Linked DNA regions of Mus musculus: region 1 is linked to region 2. Evidence: chromatin contacts called from public HiChIP or PLAC-seq data. All regions are on one chromosome and are shown on one strand. The core of a region is the stretch at or near the end of the contact, and the rest is flanking DNA. Distances in the headings are between cores, read along the strand shown.

Region 1 (2,700 bases), core at 30-2,529, 290 kb after region 2:
TTAGAATGGGTTATCATTATCAACGCTTTAAGAAGCATGTATGTAGATTTTTCTCATTGATTTCTTGCTTCATTGCTTTGTATCAGGGAGCATGCTGTCTATGTCTTCTCTGCTCTGGAATTAGTTAGTCAAGCATTATTCTGACCCAGCATGTATGTGATTGAACTTTCCCAACACTCCATGTGTGATTTTTGTTGACATCATTGTCACTTGCTTAGATTATTTTTCAGTCTCATAAGATTATTCAACTTTATGCGTATTTAACAGATCTTTTTTAAAAAGCACATGAAGGCCGACACCTTTATAGCTTGAATTGAAACTGAAACTTGCCACTCATTTTCTTTTCTTTTTAAAAAAATCGACAGGAAAAAAAAGTTCTTAGTGGGAAAGGTCATGGATTAAACTGGACTGGTAAATATTTTGACGATGGTCAACAAAAGACTTGGGTTTGAGACCTTAAACTAGGTAACAAACAAAAGGAAAACATATTTCACAAGAAGCATGTCTTTAAATTGCTGGCCACTGCACTACACCCTGTGGGCAGACAGCAAATACAGTCATTCCTCCTTTAATGAGATCACAGGGCCTGGGACTAACGCCAACATTGTAGACTAATGATGATTTTTAAGGTATTGGGTTATATACATGCTATGGTTTCTGCAGAAACCATTTAATATATGTTATCTAGCTTCCTCAATAATTACCTTTATATACTTATAAGCATTTTAAATCTTGCCTTGGGTATTTAATATTGGCTCTGTGAATCTGTTGAGTTTACACTTGTTTATGGCTGAGTCTGTGCCCTTTCCTTCTTCACTAACTCCTAAGTTGTTTTCACTCACTTCAGGTGGATAAAATAGCAGAGGGGATTGGCTGATATTTTGGTTCAGGAACATTTATTTGTGGGTGCTAATTTACCATCCCTAAGGTCACTAATAAAAGAAATAGAGAATTGTCAATAGTTTAATGCTTTTAACTGGAAGGTGTCCTGCTCTGTGTGTCCAACTGTAACATCTGGAGTCCTTCAAGACTGTGAAACACATTTGCTGATGTGGCTTTTCTTTTCAGACTACCCCGTGAATAGATAGTGTTGTTATACAATGTGTAGAGCATCCTGGGAGAATTACAGCTTAGATTTCTGAAGTTACACAATTATCTCTCGGGGCATTTGAAAGCGGCTGTGGTATTTCAGAAGAAAATGTCTTTTATCTCTAGGAAGGGCCTCCTTTAGTACTGGGAGAAATTCCTGTCAAGCAGATGGAAGGCAGAACTGTATAAACAGTTCTTTGGAAAGCCTGTTAGATTGGAAGAGGCCCTGGCACGTAAGGAGAGTCCATTAACAAGACCGTGAGTTTGAAAATGTGAACAGCTTCTTATATGTACATCCCCATGTTGAAAAGCAGTGTTATTCCTGAAACACTCTCTGCACCGTCTCAGAAACACATGGTTAGTGGACAGGAAGAACACAAAACAGGCTGTTTTTCACATTGTCCTAAAGAGACTGGGATGTGAGCTCTCAGGCTATCAAAAAAGGGGCTTCAAAACCCTCGTCAGGCTTCAATAACACGGTTATACCATGTGAGTCATCAGAGTTGGGGAATGAAAACGTCTGGAAGCAGTTGTGACTAAACCGTGAGGCTGATGCAGATGGATGTCTAGGTGTATTGCTCTATACAGGTCCTACAGGAGGCTTAGACTGTGCATACACAGTCATAAGATATTTCATTTGCAAAAGTACGATGCTTCCATATTCTCGTCCCTGTAGATGGCCTTCAAATTATATAAACTTCCTTCTCTGCAGAAACCAAATCTGTCCTGGTTCCAAGAACAATCACGTTGTGCTTTTGTTCCCTCCAAGCCTTTGCTACAGCTCTGCTCCACGTTGCAGCCGAGTCTTTGCTGCTCCCTTACAGATGGAAAGGGACCAAGTCCACACTTGAAATGGCAAGTGTGCAATGCCCTGATAACTACTTGGAGTAGCTGGTGTGGGGATGCAATAGCTGACCAGTGTAACAGTGCAAACAGTGGAACAGAAAGCTTGGGTGGCCACACGTATAGAAAGGGAGATGTGGATCAATGTGGAAGGATATGCCCACCTTGGAAGAAGAGTTTTATCAAAGCAATGTGTGCGGGGACAGTTGAAGTTAGAGCCATTCTCAGATTACAGAAACTGAAGGTAACAGAGACCAAACTGATATATTGTGTAAGAGCATAAAACCAGCTAGGGGAGTTTACAGGAAGGCAGCTTAAGGCTCCCTGATGTTGCAACCTTCATCCTGAGAGTGTTCCCAAAGAGCCAGAAGTTCCCGTTAAGGAAAACTCAGCAAACACAAGGAAAAGGCGACTTTAATTCATGTTTGTTGAATTAAGGACCCTCTTCTATGAGTGGCTGATGGCTGTCCAGAGATATTGTTTAAGCAAGAAATATCACACTTGATCTTAGCCAAAAGGCAGAGAAGTGATGAGCAAGAAATATCAAAGGAGGTTTGGAAGTCAGCACTTTATGGCTCTCTATCCCCATATGATCCATTCATAGGAAATGCAAATCAGGACAAATCAACATGTGGTGACAGAAGTCAGAAAACTATTGAGGAAGGGCTGGGGATATGATGAGAACGAATCACAGGAGAACCTCTTAGGTTCAAAGTCTTTTGTCATTAACACACTTCATCAAACCAACACCTGAGAACCATATCGCAC
Region 2 (2,700 bases), core at 172-2,671:
AATATATGAGCTTAATTGGGAGGGGGCATTTTTATTTAAATCACCACACCCTACTTCTCTGGGATTGGTTTTCTGTGTTCATTATTTCCAAAGTTTGAAAAGAATTAAATCTCTATCTCTGCAGGGACTTGTGAAATCTAACTGCACTGTGGTAGGGAAAAAGATGAAACCTTTGGAATTTGTGACTCATAGCAATCAAACCTGGAAGTAGTCATGCAGTCCTTGGTAAGAACATTACTACATGTCGATTTTGTTGTTCCAGCTCTTGCCTAGCACCAGTTTGTCCACTAGTTTAAAAAATATGTTCACAAAGCCATTGTATAAAGAAAGTTGTGCCAGCAAACACCAAAATACCTGACAGAATCAAAGAAGGCAGAGCTTTATTTTGTCTAATGGTTTCAGAGAGGCACAGTCTATCATAGTGGACAAGGGCCATTGGGTGCAACTGTCCATGGTGCCAGGAGTGTGAGGTTGAGCAGCCCTTCACATCTTAGCAGATCAGGAAGCAGCATAAACAGACTGACATCAGTATACCCTGCCTGCACCCGCTAGATCCCTCAAGACTCCACATCCCTCAGAACAGTATTACAACCAGAGAAGGAGGATTCAAAATGTTAGATTGTGTTGGACATTTCAAAATAAGCACAAATCCCTTTCCCTATCCTCAAGATTTCTGGATCTAGGTTTTGAGATAAGCTCTGAGACCGTCACTGTTTACAGTCTAGTAAAAGCCACCACAATACAGCCTCCAGCTGTGTGACTGGTCTTTGAACATTTGCTCCTCTTGTTCTGAGCATGCTTCAGGTTTGGAGGATATGGTCTGTCCATGTGGACATGCTCCTTCTTAACTTTATCTTTCCTTTAGAATTTTCTTTGCGAGTTCTCCAGAGTGTGAGGCTTGGATAGTCCCTTTAAGTTGCCCTTTCCATAGGAAATTAAAAAAGAATTTCACCTAAACCTCTCTTGAGGAAAACAAAGTCTAGAAACAACGACACATGTTCACATGGAGACTTGTGCTTTCAATTGGCTCTCTTTTTTCCCCTTGGCACCCGCCAAAAGAATTGTTATACTGCGAAGTCTGTTGGAAACAGTCTGCTTTAGAAATTCCACCTTAGGTGGAAATGTGAATCATCATAGTTGAGCATTTTCCTGTTTTGCAAAGCCGTCCTTTGGAATCGCTATCACATTCGTGTCTGTACATGGATGGCAGCTTTGCACACAGCCCTTTCCTATTTTATTTTTTTTCTGCTCAGGTACCAAACTTGGTTTTCATGTCCCAATAGACTAATAAGATGGCTTTGTTCCTAATGTTTGCAAAGAGCTGGTTCTCTATCTCTCCGCAGGGACTGGTGAAATCTAACTGTACTGTGATAGGGAGAAGGATTAGGCCTTTGGAATTTGTGACTCATAGCAATCAAATCTGGAAATGTTCATGCAGTCCAGTCCTCTGAAAGAATATTACTGACTGTTCATTTTATCCTCCCAGCTCCTTCCTAGCGCCGGTTCCTGTGATAGTTTAAAAATGTTCACAAAGCTATTGTATAAGGAAAGCCACGCTGGCAAACACCCAGTGTTATAAACATTTATTACCAAACCAAGAAAAACATTTTCATAAATGTTCGAGGAATTTTCCCCCCTTTTCGATCGGTCCTCCAAGGATTTATTGCAACAGCCGCTCCACTAACACACACGTTTGCTAGTGTTCCCCTGACGAGATGGTGTTAACGTGATGACGGGACAGCTTTTAGAGCTTCATGCTTTTTTATTTTTTTCAGACAGGTTTCTTAAATTTTTTTTTTGTTTGTTTGTTTGTTTGTTTCAGTGATGTGTAGGCTGAGTGTCACAAGCGCTCATGACTAGATTATCTTTCATTTTAAAATGAAGAAGTTCATATTTTAGTTTCTTTATGTCATCCTACCCACTTGCTCGATTGAGTTATTAGAGAGAAATTTAAGTAGCTTAATGTTAGTAATTTTCTTGCAAGGGTCGTTGGTGGGCTTAGGCCTCCCTTCCTCATTTAGCTAACAGGACTGATGAAAACAACGTGCTCCAGAGGTGGTAAACTCTAAGCAGATAGTATTTGAAGTATTTCCGCCCAATCTCTCTGGCATGGCATGCTAAGTGGTGGTTTAACGCATATAAAAGTGTGAGTGAGGAGGTGTATTGTTCTGTGAACTTTACAAGTAAGGAAACAAAACCTCCCATAGGATCCACAGGAACTTGCTCACGTCATATGGAGAACATGTGGTCAAAGACTGGCTTCACCCTCAAATGCTTAATGTGGACCTCAGTGCTCTTTCACAAACAGCAAAGACTAGGCAGACTTATATCCATGGATTGCCTTACACGCTCTTAAGTGACTTTTTAAAATCTTTTTTTTTCCTTTTTTTTTTTTTGTTTGTTTTTGAAACAGGGTCTTCATATGTAGCATAGGCAAGGCTTAAACTTGTAAGAGTCCTGTCTCAGCTTCCCAAGTTCTGGGTTTACAGGCATACATACCATAGTGCCAACCCTGTGGTGAGGTATTATAATTAGTCGTACAACTTTAGGAACATAGACACTTTGATATCAACAGTACAGACTCTGAGTCAGTGGGTCTGCCCTGGAGCCTTAAGGCATTGATGGTGTTCTTAAATCACCATCCTTTTACTCTCTCTCTCTCTCTCTCTCTCTCTCTCTCTCTCTCTCTGTGTGTGTGTG

Evidence for each region. HiChIP or PLAC-seq counts read pairs in DNA pulled down with a chosen protein or histone mark.
Region 1: a contact with region 2 is called in an H3K27ac HiChIP or PLAC-seq map of heart atrium, with 9 read pairs. The contact joins two enhancer-like sites. A contact is called at or near these places in 1 of 15 datasets of contacts at CTCF or cohesin (the NIH/3T3 cell line) and 2 of 115 datasets of contacts at active chromatin or transcription factors (embryonic stem cells and heart atrium).

What each region holds. Positions count from the first base shown.
Region 1 is chr15:11,743,917-11,746,616 of GRCm38.p6, forward strand. No RefSeq gene overlaps it. Among named protein-coding and RNA genes, the nearest start is that of Gm34501, 16 kb to the left of the region's middle. Within about 2 kb of position 1,280, at least 31 of the 459 cell types and tissues checked have an H3K27ac peak or open chromatin away from gene starts, as enhancers often do. A contact at or near this core is called in heart atrium, where this site is marked.
Region 2 is chr15:11,454,025-11,456,724 of GRCm38.p6, forward strand. No RefSeq gene overlaps it. Among named protein-coding and RNA genes, the nearest start is that of Tars, 56 kb to the left of the region's middle. Within about 2 kb of position 1,422, at least 40 of the 459 cell types and tissues checked have an H3K27ac peak or open chromatin away from gene starts, as enhancers often do. A contact at or near this core is called in heart atrium, where this site is marked.